Linked DNA regions of Arachis hypogaea: region 1 is linked to region 2. A link is a contact called in public Hi-C data. All regions are on one chromosome and are shown on one strand. The core of a region is the stretch at or near the end of the contact, and the rest is flanking DNA. Distances in the headings are between cores, read along the strand shown. Region 1 has its middle 11 kb from the start of LOC112737502. Region 2 holds the start of LOC112737495 (cellulose synthase-like protein H1).

Evidence for each region. A called contact is a pair of places that touch in the nucleus more often than the background predicts.
Region 1: a Hi-C map of leaf shows a contact between it and region 2, with 2.0 times the contacts expected there. The contact joins the enhancer-like site here to the promoter of LOC112737495 in region 2. A contact is called at or near these places in 3 of 8 Hi-C or Micro-C datasets (all in leaf).

What each region holds. Positions count from the first base shown.
Region 1 is chr13:16,986,176-16,993,055 of arahy.Tifrunner.gnm2.J5K5, forward strand. No RefSeq gene overlaps it. Among protein-coding and RNA genes, the nearest start is that of LOC112737502, 11 kb to the left of the region's middle. Within about 2 kb of position 3,361, at least 3 of the 3 cell types and tissues checked have open chromatin away from gene starts, as enhancers often do.
Region 2 is chr13:16,951,645-16,958,679 of arahy.Tifrunner.gnm2.J5K5, forward strand. LOC112737495 (cellulose synthase-like protein H1) reads right to left here and starts at 4,317. Exons shown (of 9, transcript XM_025787416.3): 1 at 3,880-4,317; 2 at 1,222-1,546. The coding sequence starts at 4,139.

The DNA of each region.
Region 1 (6,880 bases), core at 2,111-4,610, 34 kb after region 2:
GTATTTTCATCTGAAGGATTATTTTAAAATTAAATTAAACCTTAGGGACGATTTTGTAAGAAAAAAAAAGTTGGGGATGAAAAAAATTTTCAAGCCCTACCTTAGGGATAACCCGTTTATTTTAGTAAGGATGTTAAACAGATTGGCCGGCTCAAACTACATAGGCCGATGGGCTGGATCAAGGTTGCGAAAACCGGACTAGTCATTAAACCGGTCGAGTGACTGGTTCAATGGTTCAATCGGAGTCAAACCGTAGTTGAATCAATTTAATTAAATATAGAGTAAAATTATAAAAAAAAATTAATATACAATTTTAATATTTAAATTCAATAATTTTTAAACTAATAAAATTCAAAATTTGATTTCACATAATAAATTATCCATAATTTATCACTAAAAGTTCATAAACAACTTCAAATATCAAAGTTTATAACTAAAGAAAATCAAAACGCACATAAATGACAAATACAAAATGTTCTACCACCAAAAGAAACAACATTAAATAAACAAGTTTTCAACTAAACAAATACACCACTCATTAGAAATCATAATCATCATTAAGTGTTCCAATATCATACTTCTCAGTGAAATATTTCCAAGCCAGGTCAGATTTTCCTCCAGAAGAACTTGTTTGAGATTCTTAGACAGCATTATCTTGTGGTTGTTGATCACTTTGTGCTTGTTCCATCAAAATTACATACAATATACAAATTACAATTTAATAAAATACATACAGCAGCCATTACAACAATTAGTCAGTTACAGCAAAATTCAGGAATTAAAATTGAATTTACATGCAGCTGGCCAGCCATTACAAATTATTGAAATTAGTGAATTACATACAGCAAAATTCAGAGAATTACATAAAACATACAGTAGCCATTTCAACAATTCCAGCAAACTTCAAAATCTAAAATTCTAGCAAAATTCAAATTCCAGCAACCATTACATATAATTAACCAAATAATCCAAAATTGAATTACATACAGCAGCTATTACATACAGAAGCAGAACTCTGCATGAATCTATATAATTAACCAAATAAAGAACTCTACATCAATTCATATAATTCATTAACAAAATAAAAAAAATTGGTTGAAAAACCAGTACAACTAACCACGACAGAGAGCAGAGAAGGTGTCTAGGTCACTACAACAGAACAGAGACGTTGACAGAGCACCTTCCGCCGACCAGACGAGTAGACGACGCCGACCGAATGACCAGACCAGCTTTGGAGTTCAGATGACGACGCCGCTGCAGCAGCTTCAATCCGCGACAGTGACTTCCTTCTGCCTGTTGGAGGTCCTTCTGCCCGGTGACAGCGTCAATTGTGGTAGACTGGGAGGGATGGTGGCCTTTGTTGTTGGATGAAGATTGGAACTTGGAAGTGAAATTAGGGTGGAATGTGTGGTGGCTAGTGAGTGAGGGGACTGAGGTCTCCAGTTTGCACAAGGGGTTGGGTTACCGGGTCAAGTGGTCAGCGAATGCGGGTTTTTTTTTTTTGTTCGTATCTCAAAACGTCGCTGTTTAGGACCCAGGGTAAAAAACTGGTCGGATCGATTTTTTGCAGGTCCGTTATGGGGGTCATCCGGACTGGTCAGGTGACTGGTTCCCAGATAACTCGGTTGAACTGGTCGGTCCAGTCCGGTTTTTAGAACCTTGGGCTGAATAGAAGGGTTTGTTGGGTTAAATGGGTTGCTCTTTTATTATTTTTTTCAGTTTTATTTGAGAAATAATTGAAAAAAAATTTTTGATGCACAGTCAGTATAAAGTAGTTTTATACGTGCATTTAATTACGCAAGGTCACATAGTAAAAATAACTACCTTTTACATTAACTGCATAAATGATCATCTAAAAGAACGGATGTAATTGCACGACTGTGTAAAATATTTTACACTACCAATACATTAAAATTAAACTATTAAAAAAGAAAAACCTACTTTTGGACAAAACTTCTCAAACATTAGGTGAATGATTTTTGTTTTTACATTTGTCATGTTTTGTATATTTGGTGCTTTAGAGCATCTCCAATGACACAAATTTTGGAGACATTATTACTATGCTATCAGAAAAAAAAATTATACATTGGGGTGAAATTTAAAGAGAGATTTGGCTCTTATTTTGAGAGAGAGAGAGTCCCTCAAAGGCATTGATTGAATGCAAAATAAAAAATAAGAGGAAAGAAAATGAGAGAAAAAAATGGAAAAAAAAGTGTATTTTTTTTTTATTGTTTGGATAAAGAGAAAATGAATGAAAATAAAATATGTGAATTTTTTTTTGTTTGGATGAAAGAAAAAGTAAGAAGAGAAAAAATTATACCAGAATAAAATTACGTTAATACCTTTACCTATATTATATATAAATTATAATTTATTAATGTATTTAAATTAATTTTTTAATAGAAAAAATCATTCAAATTATATTTTAAGATTTTAATATATTATCTTTATTAATAATAAATCTTTTTATTTGGTCATCCAAACAATAGAAAATTTGATTTTTCACCTATTTTCTTTTTCTATATTTTCTTTTCCTCCGTATTATTTTAAACCAAACAGTGTGTAAAGATGAATTTAGCTCTTCTAATCAAATTTTAACATGTAACAATTAATAAAAAATAAAAATATATATTATGTATATAGGGTAAAGTACCAAATAAGTCCCTTATGTTTGGGCGTAATCTTATTTTAGTTCTTAAGGTTTAAAGTGTCCTATTTGAATCCAAAAAAGTTTCATTTAGTTTCAATTTAGTCCCATCGTGAGGTCAAAGTTAAATAATTAACGAAATGTCTTACATAACAGCAGTACAAGAAGAAGATCGATAATCTAGAGAACAAGTACAAGTTCAAAAGGCACAAAATCAACCACGGATATATCAATAGATTTATTTATCATTCTCCTTAGTTCTATAGAAAATATTTCATTTAAATTGTAAGAAGAATGATAAATAAATGTATTGATACATCCACAGTTGATTTTGTGCCTTTGGAGCTTGTACTTGTTTTTCAAATTATCGATCTTGTTCTTATACTACTATCATGTAGAACATTTCATTAGTTATTTAACTTTGACTTCACGATAAGACTATATTAAAGCTAAATAATTTTTTTGAATTAAAATAAGACACTTTAAATATTAAAAAAATTATAGCGTACAGATGTTAATCTATACAGAGTTAGAGAGATTCCCTTTTATTAAAGGTTGTTGTGACAAGTGGCAAGATGATCCATGAAGGGGAGCAGCTCGGCAAAGGTGTCAGAGTCCCTGTCGAGGCTGCATGATGTTGGAGCCACGCCAATTAGTCAGAGTGAGTGAGGGATGCCCGTAATGGGCTTTGGAAGTGGGCCCCGTAACCGCTATTCTGTATGGATTGGAGCAAAGACTATGGACCAAGCGTGTATGGGATATGGACTGTTATTGGGTTTAGGATATAAGAGTTGTATAGAATTGTTGGAAAAGAAAAAAAAAAAACTCTTTTAAGGGAAAGATGAGCCTACCGAAAACAATAAAATTGCAAAGCAAGTCTATTGAAGTAGGAGAAAATAAAGATAAAACAGCATGTTGAGAATAATTGGTTTTCTTCACTTTTTTAGAATATGGTTAATTGAAAAGACAAGTTGAAATTGTAAAAACTTTTTTTTCTCTTATATAAGATTTAAATGAAAATAAAGAAGGATGAATTAAAAAATTAATACAGAAAATAGAAAATATAAAAATGCTACATGAAACAGATTTTAAAAATATGCATATAAAAATTTTAATTATTAATTTATAAAAAAATTATAACACCTTTATATTTATTTTCAAAAGAACAAAACAATTTTTGAAGAATAATATAAAAAAAATTAAAAATTCCTTTTAGTTTATTCTTAAAGGACTAAGATATCTCTTTAAGCATTAATTTAGAAAACACTAAATTATTACTGAGGTTGATTTATTGTATTAGAAATTATGAATTTAAATTTAATATTAAAAATACTAAAATAACCTTTTATTAAATTCTAAAAGAATAAAATAATATTTTAAGATTAATAATTTAATATGTGCATCCAATTATATAGCAACATATCAAAAAAGATAATTGCGTTTTACATTAATAGTATAAATGGTTATATAAAAGAAAGAATGAAGTTGAATGATTATATAAAATATTTTACACTATTAGTGTATCAAAATAAAACTTTAATTTAAAAAGACAAAAAAATCATGTTTTTTTATTGAGATATAAGTAAGAAATTTGAATTGAATTTTTACAATACTAAAATACCAAGTCGATTATTTTAGTCCAAGGAATCATAAATCAAAATATTTTGAAAGTAACTAAGAAAATTCTGTTATGAAATCGGAAGAGATTTTACAAAATAAAGAATAAGATATTAGAACTAAAACGATAAATATTTAATCACGATATTTTTGAACAACACAGTTTTATGATTCTTATGAATTCTTTTGATTACAGGACAGAGTGTTTAGAAATTTTTTACATTTGATAGTATCTTGAAGTTAAATCTCGGATTTTTTTATGTGTAGTTTAAGGACAAAACTATTGAACATTTATACTTGGTCTATTAGAGATCAAGCTTAGTTTGAGAAGATTTGACGCACTAAGAATATCTAATATTCTTAAACCCTTTAGTGACTTAAATAATTGTGTAATGTAAAAATCAAGGTTCTGAAAACTGGACCAGACTGTACTAGTCGGTTCGATCCGGATAATAGGAAACCAGTCACCTGGGTAGTCTGAATGATTCCCAAAACTGTCATGCAAAGAACCGGTGGAAAAATCGATCACACCGGCCGAACCGGCCGGGTTTTCACAGCTTCTAGTTTATTGTTCACCGAAGACGGCGTTGTTTTGACGCTCTGGGGGAAAAAAACCGAAAAAACAAAGTCACACAAATGCGCCACCCGTAGCTGACCCGACCCACCCGACGAGCCGCTCACACATTGTAAGAACCACAACTAATCAACTGGTTAATTAAGTGATTAATTGCCCAAATTAGATTCTAAAAATTTAGAGTGAGAATTTGAGGATTTAAGTATGATTTTTGGACTCAGTAGGTTTTTCTGAGTCAGAAAATGTGTTTTCTGCAAAAAATCGTGAAAAACTACGAACCGGCAGCTGAACCGGTTCATGTCTGTCCGGTACCGCAGGAGAAAAAGTGAAAACCGTCAAAAACATTAGAAATAGAAAACCAGGTGTTAGTTTTAAAGGTTTGGCCCGAAGTTGGGCCAAACGGAATAAAAACGCTAATGGGTTGGACCGGGCCCAAGCCCAACATATATAAGGTTCATTAATGAACCCTTTTTAGCAAACAACACACTCATAATACACCACCACCGAGAGTGGATCCTCTCCAGTGGAGAAAAAACTGGATGGTGTCCAGTGTTTAATCCTATCGTTTATTGCTCTCTCTCTTATTTAGTTTTGGTCCCACTTATAGAATTAAAAGTGAGAAATCACACTTTATTCTCTCAAGTGTTCAAAAAAATGGAGAGGATCCATTTCCCACCACCACCAGCTGAAATAGAAAGGGGAGAAGGGGAAGAAGAAACACTATTCACCCTCTTCTTCTCTAGCTCATATCTTGAGCTACGGAGCTCCGATCGCCGCACCCTTTGCAGCTATGTGTTCCTCGTGAAGAGCTCTACAAAACCCATATAAGAAATTGGAGAGGTAACCACGAAATCCTTTCTATTCTTCTCTAAAATTTTGGTTCTTAGGGTTTGTGATTAAGTGAGTTTTTTTATTTTGGATGTTTAGGTTTACTCTAATCCTTGCTTAGCCTTGGATTTTTGCTATTAAATCCATTGAAAAAGGTAAGAGCCATTAAACCCTTGTGAATTTATATTTAATTGGAATCCTAGGTTGATTTGAGGTGATTTGTATGCATATAGTTTGATTATTGTGGCTTTGGGAGCTATTAGAACTTAATTTTGCTTATTGGAGTGGAATTGAAAGCTTGGATTGTGGTTGGGAGCTTGTTTGTGCTAAATTGGAGTTTTGGTGCATATAGGAAATCGGCCAAAGTATGGTTTCGGTTTTCTCAATGTAGTATATAATATTCATGGACACTTAGACTAGTGACCTATAGGATAGGTTGGATTTATATGGTTGTTGATGATAGTTGGTTGAAGTTGTATGCTAAATTGATGTTGTTTTGTTGGGAAATGACGATGTTGAGTTGTGATGTTTGATGATTTGAATGATTGTATATGGTGGAATATTGATATAAGTATGAATGAAATTGATGATGATAAGTGATAGGAATAAATTGATGGTTGGTAAATGTGTTGGTGGAACAATTGAGCTTAGTGTCACATATTTGGTGTTTGATGATTGAGAATGGTGCAATGTGATTTAAAAGGATAAATTGTGCTGGAAATGGAAGTTTGGTATTGATCTAGTTGGATGTGGCTTGTGAATTTGGTAAATTTGGGTACATGTAAAAATTGGGTAAAAAAGAAATTTTTGTGAACTTTGTTCGATCATAACTTTTGCTTCAGTTTTCGAAATTGATTAAAATTTGATTAGAATTAAAGATCTTTGAAAACCCTTTAAATTGATACAAAGTTTGTGAAAATTAGAATTTTGTAGAGGAAGTTATGATCATTCAAAGTTGGTGTTAAAAATCTGAAATTATGCTAAGTTGCAGAATTTTATGATTTCTGATATGTGCACACGCACGGCCTTGTGCGGACGCACAACCTGCAAAAATTTTAATCTGTGCAGACGTACACACCTGTGCACACGCACAGGCAGGGAAATGCGTTCTGTTTGCAGCGCTAGCACAGCTTGTGCGCGTACATATCTAAGGATGAATTGTGACCTGTGCGTCCGCACACGCACCTGTACGCACGCACACGTTGGGAAGGCCA
Region 2 (7,035 bases), core at 3,067-5,566:
AAAACGTTACGTAAATATCTCCATGCATATATTTATATAAATCGAATTATATATTTTGGTACTAAATCGAATCAGTTTGAATCGAATTAGTAGGGTTATTAATAAATCTAAGTTATTTGATTCGAATTACCAATGATTGATATTTGAAATATAGCCTATGAGTAGTGAATCGAATCAATTAGATTCGATTTACTATTGAACAACCCTAGTTGATTCGAAATATAACATGTGAGTAGTAAATTTAGTTGATTCGATTTACTATTCATAGGCTATATTTTGAATATCAATCCTTGGTAATTCGAATAAAATAACTTCGATTTACCAATAACCCTACTAATTCGACTCAAACTGATTTACTTTAGTACCAGAATGTGTAATTTGAAATAAATCAATTCGATATACATAGATATATGCATGGAGACATCTACATAACGTTTTTCATTTTGGAACTATTGAGTATTGGTGGCTCCTTGATTTATTTAGGTGTTTTACCCTAAAAATTAATAATTTTACTTATAATAATTATGTATAAAAATTAAGATGAATGTTATGATATCTAAAAAGTGGTATTTACTTATTAAAAAAGTTAAAAATTAATATTTAATTTAAAAGATATAAAAATAAATAATTTTAAAAAATCAAAATTTATTACAAAAAATAAGTTAGACAAAATTTAGACACCAACTCATAAGTACCATAGAATTGACCAAAAATTAAAATAAGGAATATTAATTAAAATTTAATTAATTGCAGATAATATCAGTTAATTTTTTAAATTATTCTATTTATCTTAAATTTTAAATTTTAATTCTCTAAAAAATAAAAATTTCTATAATTAAAAAAGAAAAATTAATATTGAATAACTAAAAGCCAGTTTTTTATTATTTGATAGATAAATAATATTTTTTTCTTATTTTTAATAGTTTATAATTTTATTTTTATATATAGAAGTATTATATATATTCCAAAATTTAATTCATGCATGGGATGAAAATTATTTACACTGAATTAGAGTTTTAATTAAAAAATTCAATTTTTTTCAATATTCTAAAATTATCTTTTTTTAATTTTAAATTTTAAATCTTAAATAATAAATTTTTAACACTAAGTTATTAATTCTAATTAAAATTTCTGAAAAAAAAAAGGAAAAAAAAAAGTAATTTTACAATAAAAAAATGAGTAACTATATTTGGTGTGAGCATAATATATATATATATATACCTTCATCCTTAGGCATTCTTGTTTGAATTGTTGCGTTGATAAGTGATGATCATAAGGCACATGAGAGAAGTATTTAAATGGAGCTCTAACTTGGACATTGAATTTCTTACAGAAAGGAACCCAATGCTTGGCAAATTTAGAAGCTTCTTGAAGAGCGTAGAAGGTGAGAGGGGAACACGCATCATCTGAAACATAACATGCTAGCTTGTCACTTGGGTATTCCATTGCCAACAATGACAAAACTGTGTTCACTGTCATTATCGGCGGTTCTAGCACAGGATCTGCTGTTGTCACAAATAAATCAACCGCCGGAAGCTCTTGCAACCTACAATATTCATCATTTTAATTAACTTAATTTTATATTTAATAAATAAAATGGTAATTTATTGGGTAATTAGTGTCTAAATAATTTAATTCATTAGTAATAATAATAGAATTTAATTAAAGAATATCCTAAGAAATATTAATTAAGAGATAAAAATCATTTTTTCACTGCATTAAAAAATTCCTTTAAAATATATGTTAGGAAGACATATATATTATCGATAAATTTTAAATTAAGCATTTTGATTTTTAATAAAATTTTGTGTAAAATACTAAATTAGTTTTTTACGTTTGAGCGTAATTTTGTTTTGGTTTTTAAGGTTTAAAGTGTTCTATTTGAATTTAAAATTTTTTTATTTAATTTCAATAATATAGTCCTACTGTAAAGTCAAAGTTAAATAATTAACGAAATGTCCTATATAACAGTAGTACAAGAATAAGGTCGATAATATATTTATGTCTCTGGAGCTTGTATTTATTCTTCAGATTATCGACTTTGTTCGCTGTCATGTAAGACATTTCGTTAATTATTTAACTTTGACCTCACGGTGGGACTATGTTGATAAGCTAAATGAAACTTTTTTTGATTTAATAAACTTTAAGGACCAGAATTACGCCCAACGTAAGAGACCAATTTAATACTTTTTTTTTGGTGACTAGACCAATTTAATACTTTACTCTAAAACTTTATTCACTAAGTTTTTAAAAATTTTTTTATCGGATAAATTGATCCTTTTGTCAGTTTTAATTAAATTTTTGTTATAAAATAATTAAATCTAAAAAAAACTACTGAAATTAGTCTTTATTTAAAATAAAAAAATAATTTATTCGATAAAAATAATTTTTTAGAAGATTTATAATCAATAAAAATTTATTAAGATCCAACGTCGGATTTAAAATTCTTTAAATACTAAACATTTCTTCTATATTATAATAAATCTATAAAATGGTAGAAGCTCTTGGACAGCTAGATGGAAGTATTAGGGGTGGCAAAACGGGTCGAACCCATCGAGTCGATCCGCTAAACCCACGGATCGGGCTAGGATTTGAAGCATGCCAAATTAAAAAAACCCGTCAAACCCGCACCGCCAAATTGGTGAGTTTTGACGAGACGGGATGGGCTGATCCGCCGAACCGAAGATTTTTATTTTTTATTAAATAAAAGAGTGATTATTATTATAAAATTAATAATTATAGAATTTTTGAATTTTTTTTATTTTTAGTTTTTTTTCTTTTTATAGTTATTTTTATTTATTTTATTTTACAATTTCGAATATAAGCTCAAATTATGTGACTTAATTTTTAAAATAAAGATGATTCTATTAACAAATATTATTTTGAACAATTTTATTAAAATTAAAAATTAAAAAATAGTAAAAAAATTATATTATAATTTGACTATTTTTTATTGTATTTGATTTTTTAATTATTATTTTTTAGTTAATTTTAATGAATTTTATTTAAAAAAAAAAAAAGTCAAGTGGACTAGCCCGCCAACTCACCAATCTACCATAAAGCAGGGCGGACTAACATTTTAAATCCATTTTAGTTGGTGGGGCGGGTCGATCCGCCCCATTTATGAGGCGGGCCTAGACGGGACGGGACGAGGCGGGGCGGCCCGACCTGCTTTGCCACCCCTAGATGGAACCGAGGGAAAAAGATGGCTCGGTTCATCTAATTCCATAGATGAAGTGTACGTATCTGATCGAGTTCACTAATCTATTTATTTATTTATTTATTATGTTCGGTTCAAATCAACATATGAAACATATATAATAATTTTATTTTATTAATGGAAAGAAGAAAGAGTAAAAACCAAACACATACACATGCACTATCAACAAGCATGCAAGCAACCAACAATACAATATAGTGCAACATAACTTTATTTATTAATAAACGAGTGATAGTAATAGAGTAATGTTATACGGTAACTACTCACATAGAGTTATTATTTTCGTATAAAGATAATAAACGAAAATTCTTAAATAATAATTTAATTAAATATATTAAATTTTTTAATAATTTTTATTTATTATTATATTAGATGTCCAGTAAAATTAGCTAATAAAATTAATTATCAATATAAAATATATATTAAAATATAAAATATACACAATAATAAATTAAATTATAAATATTTATATATAAATATATAATAATTAATTTTAATATGCAGATAGATTTTTTTGTCTCATCTATCGTCTTAGGATAAAAACAATTTTAATTTGTAGTATATCATATTATATATACCATCTTTGTGTATACAAATCTTGGGTTTTTAATATTCAAAATTATTAATAAAAAGTAAAACGAGATATATAGAAGTAAAACCTTTGCAAGAGACGTTCTGGATAGGTTTTAATAGTAGCAGGATTCCACTGTGTGGTGATGGTGAAAATCCAAACTAAGGTGAACCATGATTCGCATATCAAAGCACCAAGCCAATGGAAACTGTAGTTGTTGACCAAAGAGATGACTCGGTAACCAAGTAGAAGTAGCAGCAGGATTAAGATCAAGACATCCATTACTCTCTTGAAATTGTATTTGAACCTATGTTTTTCATAGAAGGGAAGAGAGGTTTGGTTTGCCATTGATTCAACCTAATAAGGTGATGAGAGAAAAACTTATGTTTCTATTGATAGAGTGCTATATAATATATGCCTTATTTTATAGAAAAAAAAATGAGTGGTATACGCCTCTAGACATTAGCTTATCAAACAAATAATATAGTACAAAACATAACTTTTAATTAATAAAATTCATTGTTCCTTTTAAAAGTTTAAGAATAGAAGTTTGGAGAAATCTTTATAATTTAAAAATATATTTAATTTGTATTTTAAGAATATTCATAATTATATATATTGGTTTTATAATTTTTTAATTATAACTTTTTTTATATTTAGATTTATTATTAATTTATTATATTTTATTTGAATTTAGATTATATTCAGAAATATTAAATTTTCATAAATGAATCTATTCTGCAAAATAAAAAGTAAAATATTACGAGAAAAATATAAATTTTAAATATACAAAAAATTAAGCGATTATAATGGTGATTATTTCTAATATACATTAAAATTTTTAATAAATTTTTAAAACATGTAAGAAAATAAGTATTTTTCTTATCAAGAAAATAAATTAAAGCAATATGGCATATCTATATATATTTACTCATCTAGAGATCAATAAATATAGTATATATTTACTATATGTTGTTATTTTGACTTCCAAATTATAATAAAATTAAATTTTGACTATAGTATATGCTGTATTTTCATATACATTATTTTTTTAAAAGAAGTTGAATAATTATTGAAAGTTCTAATTTATCATTTTAATTATTTTTATATTATTACTATGTATTATTTTTTAAAAACATTAAAAAGAGAAAAAAATCAAAATCTTTTTTATTTTAGATATTAAAAGAATAATTAAAAAAATTAAAAATTTTCCATCATTATTCAGAAGGAGTTAACCCACATATGACATATTGTAAGCAAATTGCTAGGTGTGGCTTAAATTGGCGGCTCAATTGGAAAACTGCTCTCAAGATAATTTCTACAAAATCAATTGTGATGCTAATTTATCGTTTGATAGGAGTATATATTTGGTTTCGGATGCATTATTAAAAATTCTGATGGGGATTAAGTTTTGGATTGTTTGAAGTCTATTCCACTTTAAAATGTCTTTAGAGATGTCTTTATTCTTTTGTAAAGTATTGTTTTTGTCCTTAATGTTTGGGGTAAGTTTTAAAGTTGTTCTATTTAAATTATTTTATTTAAATTTCTAATATTTTAAAATTGGCTCAATGTTATCTTACTATTAGGGATTCGTTAACAGAATTGACGGCGGAATAAAATTGAGACGATTTTAAAACGTTGGGACTTAAATAGAACGAAAATGTTGGGGACAAAAATAATACATAAAAATAAATTTAATTTTATCTTTCAATAATATCAATTTTTTACTATACATAGTATTCAATTATTTTTTAATCACATATAAATAAATTACACTTAATCACATTACTTTTATTCTAAATAATTTTTTTTTATAATTTTACACTTAAAGATTTTTAGTCATCATGAAATATTTGTAGAATGACTAGTACATAAACTTACAAAAAAGAAAAAAATGATATATATATATATATATATACACAATAAAGTATAAATTGTACCTTTTATCTCTAATGTATCGAAATTCTTTAATGTTTAATTTAGTTAAACTTTATTTTTAGTTTTATTTTTCAATAATATCAAATTTTTTTGGTAAATAACTATTCAAGTATTTTTTTAATTTATTCTTAATCATATTATTTTTTCTAAGTAAATTTATTATTTTTTATTAAGAACAAAATTAAAAAATAAATTAAATAATTATTTATCGTAAAAAGATTAAAATTATAAAAAATTAAAATTATTGAAATTATTATCTCACACGTTTTACATATATTATATATTTAAATAAGAAAGTTTAATTTATATAATATTTTATTAAATTTAAAATAGACAATTTGATCAATATATTTTTCACTAATTGTAAGAGGTATGTAAGTTATAACTTATAATATTACAATACAATATAACAATTGATGCGTGCAACCGAATCATAATAATTACACGACGTAATTTAATTAGTTGTTATTATTACCATAATTATTTTTCCAAATTTATTCAAAATTAAAATTATTGAAATTATTTAATTTTACTCTTAATAAAAAATAAAGTCACTTAAAAAAATAATGTGATTAAAAATAAAATTTAAAAAATAATTATCTACCATAAAAATTTGATATCTTGAAGAATAAAATTAAAAATAAAATTTAACTAAATTAAACATTAAATAATTTTAATATATTAGAGACAAAAAGTACGATTTATATTTTATATATATATATATATCATTTTTTTTCTGCAAGTTTATATATGTACTAGTCATTCTACAAATATTGTATGATAACTAAAAATCTTTAAGAGTAAAATTATAAAAAAATAAATTTATTTAGAATAAAAATAATGTGATTAAGTGTAATTTATACTTAGATGTGATTAAAAAATAATTGAATATATACTATGTACAGTAAAAAATTGATATTATTGAAAGATAAAATTAAAATTTATTTCTATGTATTATTTTTGTTCCCAACGTTTTCATTCTATTTAAGTCTTTAACGTTTTAAAATCGTCTCAATTTTGATCTGTTGTCAATTATGTTAACAGATTCTTAACTGAAGAACAATATTGAGTCAATTTTAAAATGTTATGAACTTAAATAGAATGATTTAAATGTTAGAGACAATTTTAAAACTTACCCAAACATTAAAGACAAAAATAATACTTTACTCAATTTTAAAATCTGTATTATCTCAACAAATATAAAGATTATGATCTTGTCACTAAAATTTAGGAGATCATCCTTGACAATAAGATATTTAACTCATTATGGTGCTAAAACCAATACTAATTAATCATGTGTATGATT